Linked DNA regions of Pan troglodytes: region 2 is linked to region 1. Evidence: chromatin contacts called from public HiChIP or PLAC-seq data. All regions are on one chromosome and are shown on one strand. The core of a region is the stretch at or near the end of the contact, and the rest is flanking DNA. Distances in the headings are between cores, read along the strand shown.

Region 1 (2,724 bases), core at 80-2,579:
ACAGTGGACGCCGGGGATGCTCCAGAAAGGTCTGGGGGGCCATGGGATGGCCTACTATAGTGCAACATGGAAGCCACTGTAGAATGCTGGGCCAGGCAGAGAAACCAGCCTTCACAGATCAACACTTGCTTAATCTGTCTCCGGCTGCCCGGCGTTGCAGCCTATGGATGTGCCCAGGTGCATCCAACACTTCCCATGGGATGGCACGTAGTATGTAAGCAAATGTGATGATCACATATGCCATTCATACAAGCGAGTCCGTCTCTGGCATCATTCCTGCATGTGGGTCAAAGGCTATGTGCATTTAGAATTTTTATGGATATCCACAAATATCTGAATGGAAGCTACGCTAATTTATTCTCCTACCCGTAAAGGAGCTTGTTTCTCTAGTTTCTTCAAAATTATGCTATTAAAACTTTCTTTTGTTTGTTTTTGTTTGAGACAGGGTCTCACTCTGTTGCCCAGGCTGGAGTGCAGTGACACGATCACAGCTCACTGCAGCCTCAAACTGTGGGACTCAAGTGACCCTCCTGCCTCAGCCTCCTGAGTAGCTGAGACTACGGGCACGCGCCACCGAGCCCAGCTAAGTTTTTTAGAGACAAGGTCTGGCTATGTTGTCCAGGCTGTATTAAACGTTTTTAAAAATCTTTGCTCATCTAATAAAAATGATCTCACTGCGACTTTTTTTCTCTTATTACAGCGTAGTTGAATAGCTTCTCATATGCTTAAGAACCACTGAGTTTCCTACGAACTGTCCATCCATACACTTTGCTCATTTTTCTATATACATATATATTTTTATTGGTTCACAAGAGTTTCACATACATGAGGGAAACGAGCCCTTTTGTGGCATCAATTTAAAATCATTTTTCCCGGTTCATCACTTCTCTTTATGAATGTAGGTTTTTGCCAGGCAGCAATGAACAAGACAGTCGGCCTCTCTGAATATGGGCGGCCAGGACTAAGGTGAAAAGTCTGTCCCTTCTCCGTCTCACGTTTTGTGATGGCACACACACTTGGCGGAGGGGGTCAAGAGAGGCCACACAGGCCCCCGGGGAAGAATGGAGAGCCAGGTCCGCGGCTGGCCCGGTGCTCACCCGTAGCGTGGCGGAGCCCGCCAGGCCAGACTCCCCTCGCGGGCACAGGGCTCGTGTCCCAGGGCCCCGCCGGCCAAATCCAGAGGTCACCGTGAGTGGGGGCAAGTCCCAGGCCTGTTCTAGAGAAAAACTCGACCCACCCACCGCCACCACTCCCCAACTCCGCAAGAAACGCGTCCGAGGAGAGGTGGAGAGGGAGCTGCCCGCGCGCGTGGGCGGCAGGGCCGTGCCACGTGGGAGGGGGGCCGCGCGCGGAATTCCCTCCGGCCAGACCCGCCCCGCGCGCGCCCGCTGCCCCGTCCACGCCGCCCGCGCCCCGCAGTCCCACCCGCAGGACCCCCGGCCGCGCCAGGGTCTCGCCTGCGCCCCCCGCGCCCGCCCGCGGACTACAAGTCCCGCCATGCCCCGCCGCCGCCCCCCGGCTTCCGGTGCTGCGCAGTTTCCGGAGCGGATCGCAACCCGGAGTCCGGATCCGATCCCGCTCTGCACATTCCAAAGGCAGGTAAAGCTCCGGGCCCTGCGCCCGCCGCCCGCCCCGGCGTGCGCCCCGCCGGCCCCGGACCGCACCCGCTGCCCCCGCGAGCCCCGGCGCGCCCTGGGCCCGCTGCCCCCCGCCCCCCGCGCCCGGCAGCCGCGCGCCGCCCCGGTCCAGCCGCCATGCCGACTGTTCTTTGTTACATTCGCCGGCTGCGGGCACCGTTGGCGATCGGAGTCAAAACCCGGCTGGATTTCCCGGAGCCGCTCCGGGATCGCCCTGCGCGCCGCCCGCCCGCCGGGTCCCGCCGCCGCGGGCGCTCCTGGCCGGGCTCCGCGCCCCCGTCCCCTGCCTCGCGCCCCCCGCCCGCCCGCGGCCAGGCCCAGCGCGGGACCGCGGGGCTGCCGGGCCGCGCTCGCCCGTGGGCGCGGCGCAGGGTCTTCGCCGCCCCCTGCCCGCGGCCCCGCGGCCCCCGCCGCCGGGCGGCGTCGTCGCCGAGGCCCCAGGGGATGTCGTTATCCCCCGCCCTCGGGTACAGCCCATGCGCGTCGCACGGGAGGGTCCCTGGACCCCCCAACCCCGCGTTTAGAGAAGCTGAGTCCTGGGGATGGGGTCTCCCAGACCCCCTGCGCCTTATTTTCGTAAAGCCTTTTGGTGGCAGAGACAAGGTAGCGAGGTGGATGGACAGGTGACGCGTGCCTACCCGGGGTGGGTGGCCGTTCGGGGACGGGGCGTGCCCGGCCGCTCAGGTGAGGCCCGCCTCGCGCGGACAGGTGGGGACGGGGGGCCACGCGCAGCGTCCTGCTAGAGGGGAGGTGTTCACGCAGGGGTTAGCCTTGAGAAAATAGAAATGAAAACTCATGGAAATAAACACTCCTATCTGGTGGTTAGAGTTATCACCCATTTACCTTTCTTAACCCCCTAATGTAGTGGATGGTTTTTTCCCCCACAAATGCTCAGAAATTGCCCCTCACCCCCAAGTCCCCAAAGGGAGTTTAAAACGGTAGAAACAAGTGTGTGATCAGAGACACGTGGACCTGTGTGTGTATTTAAAGCTACCAACACTCGTTTTAAAAAAAACCACATTGGCTTAAGCCAGACTCAAGTGAATTTGGAGAACCTAGCTTGGTTCCTGAAGGGTGACATGTGAAG
Region 2 (2,724 bases), core at 158-2,657, 130 kb before region 1:
GCAGGACCGCGGCCGAATGACCCGGGGCGACCCCGCAGCAAGGGCGCCTCCGGCAGGCGGCAAAGTCCCCTGAGAATCGGCGCGCTCCTCGCCGCGACGGACTCCACCCCGCCGGGGCGCTCAGCCTCCTCGCCGTGGCCCCCAGCCCGGCCGCCTCCCCTAACGGCCGCCGCAGGCTCCCCTCATGGACCGAAAGCGCGGGCTTGCAGCGCGGCAGCGTCCGTTCGGCGCGCGGCTCCGGGCAGGCCCGCCCTCCCCCGTCCCCCTGCGCCGCGAGCCCCCCCCCCGCCCCGCCCTCCGGCGCCCGGCGCCCAATCAGAGTGCCGCGCACGTGACGAGCGATGCCTGCGATGACCTCATCCCTGGTGTGGGATGACGTCAAATTCAAGATGGATGGAATCACAGCGGCAGAGGCGGCTGCGGCGCGCGCGAGCCGAGTGTGAGCGGAAAGGGGCCCGGCGTCTGCCTCGAGACTGAAGACCGGTGAGTAACTGTCACGCCCCTAGCTCTAGGAGAACTGCGGGGCCCCTTGGGAGGCTACAGCCTCCCCGCAAAACGCGGCCTTTCCTGACGTAACTCTGAGGTGATTTCTCTCCTCTTTTTTCTCTACCAGCGGGTTGCGGGCTCCGAGCGCTTCTGCGCGTGCGCGGGACCTGGGCGCTCACCGAGCATGTCCCGGGTTCCCACGTAGCCGATTGTACCTTCACACTGCGCACGCTCCCTGCCAGCACTTGGCCTCGCCCTCGCGAATGCGCATGCTCCATTCCCTCACGGGCTTCACTCCTCACCCTGGCCGAGCTGCCCGTGGGGTAGGGGACACGCCTGGCCCAGGCGCGCGCCCCTCGCGCGGAGCGGTTGAAACGCCTCGTGGAGAAGGGCGCGTTCTCCTGTTCCGGGCAGGGGTTGGGGGCCGGCGGCCCGGGCCGCGGGGTGTGCGCGGAAGCTGGCCGGCGGCCTTGGGGACCCCGCACCTGCCGCGACCCGCCGCTCCCTTCACGGTCCGGGACCTAGCCCCGCCGCCCCGTCCTCGGCCCGGTGGCCGGAGCGTGACCGCTCGGTGCCCGCTGGACGCTCCCTCCCCGCCCCCGGCCCCTCCCGCGGACGCCTGGACCTCACAGCGCGTTTTTTTTCCTCCAGAGCCCCCGCAGACCTTGTCTGGGACTTCCCGGCGGTCCCGCAGAGCATAGCACCCTCCGCTGGCCAGGAGCTCTGCTGCTCGGCCGGCGACCGTCTCCCCGCTTGGAGGAGCCCCCTTCCCCCCGTCCGAGGTCTGCGGCGGGAGGGGCAGGGAGTCAAGACGCCACCCGTGCCGGCCTTAGAGACGCCCGCGGCGACCCCGCCACATCTCTTCCCGGCTTTTCGGGAACACGCCCCGTAGTCCATCCTCAGCGGCTCCTGCTTTTCCATCCTAGCACGCCGCTGGGGGCTCGCACTCTGCCCCCGGGTGCTATGCGGTCCCAGCCACGAGGGCTCTACGGTTCAGGAGAATTCCGCAAGAGCGCGCGTTCGGAGGCGGGGTGTTTTTAGACAGGTGCCCCTGTGGGATTGCCTGACCGAGAGGACGGGGAAAGTTAGACTTCACACGGCCTGGGGTTTTTCCTTTCGTGCAAGCGCTCACAGCCCTGGCACCGAGCCTCCGAGGGCACGCGTGTATTACAAAATAGTCCAGCGATTGTTCACACGATGACCCTGAGTCCTCAATTAAGCAGCTTACATTATGGTCCTCATACCTTGTTTAAGAAGACAAGAAAGTGGGTTAATCCATTTTAGAAAGATTTCTCATGGAAAATTATCTTTTAAAGCTTTCCTCGTGTACTTGGAGTAAATGATGATCTCTAAGGACTAGTAGTCATTAAGTTTAAATTTAAGCACCCCTAAATATTGATGTTAAAAAGAAAGTCAAAATTTGAAGTGCTGGTTTACTTAAAAGTAACTTTTTGTTTATTTTTCCTTTTTAACACTATTTATTGAAAGTATAATGTGCTTCATTCTGTTGAAATAGAAGTTGAAGAAGATATAACCCCTGCCCTCGAGGAACTTACACTGTTGAATATTAGATGTGTACACTCTGAAGGAAAAATTGTAAATAACAAAATTGGGGTTAAGTTATTAAGAAGGTCTCTCGATGGAAATGAGATCATTAAAGGGACAATTTTTTCTTTTCTTTTCTTTTTTTCTTTTTTTTCTTTTTTTTTTTTTTTTGACAGAGTTTCACTCTTGTTGCCCCAGGCTGGAGTACAATGGCGTGATCTTGGCTCACTGCAACCTCCGCCTCCCTGGTTCAAGCGATTCTCCTGCCTCAGCCTCCTGAGTAGCCGGGATTACAGGCGTCCGCCACATCGCCCAGCTAATTTTTTTTTTTTTTTTTTTTTTGTAGAGACGGGGTTTCATCCTGTTGACCAGGATGGCCTTGAGATCTCCTGACCTCGTGATCCACCCCACTTGGCCTCCCAAAGTGCTGGGATTACAGGCATGAGCCACTGCGCCCAGCCGAAGGGACAGTTTTAGTTGTCCGCAAAGCCAATGGAAGTAGAGAGAGCAGATTATAAGCTATTTAAGAGCTAGGTTTGACCAGGTCACAGTGATAGGCTATAAGGGAAAGAGAAGAAATTTTAGGGGCTGGCAACACACTAAAGTAAATCGGGAATATGTGAGGACAAACAGATGTGGGAGCAGGGACGAGAGGTGTGGAGTTTAAGTACCATGCTGGACCTGAGGATATAC

What was found. HiChIP or PLAC-seq counts read pairs in DNA pulled down with a chosen protein or histone mark.
Region 2: a contact with region 1 is called in an H3K4me3 HiChIP or PLAC-seq map of stem cell-derived excitatory neurons, with 2.9 times the contacts expected there. The contact joins the promoter of LOC134809237 here to the promoter of PRDM15 in region 1. A contact is called at or near these places in 1 of 7 Hi-C or Micro-C datasets (stem cell-derived neural progenitor cells) and 1 of 1 datasets of contacts at active chromatin or transcription factors (stem cell-derived excitatory neurons).

The regions. Positions count from the first base shown.
Region 1 is chr22:42,542,386-42,545,109 of NHGRI_mPanTro3-v2.0_pri, reverse strand. PRDM15 (PR/SET domain 15) reads left to right here and starts at 1,329. Exons shown (of 24, transcript XM_016938572.3): 1 at 1,329-1,595.
Region 2 is chr22:42,671,979-42,674,702 of NHGRI_mPanTro3-v2.0_pri, reverse strand. It overlaps LOC134809237, which reads right to left and starts at 1,407. Exons shown (of 3, transcript XM_063803512.1): 1 at 1,117-1,407; 2 at 666-1,007. The coding sequence starts at 1,407. ZBTB21 (zinc finger and BTB domain containing 21) reads left to right here. Exons shown (of 2, transcript XM_009434580.5): 1 at 1-483.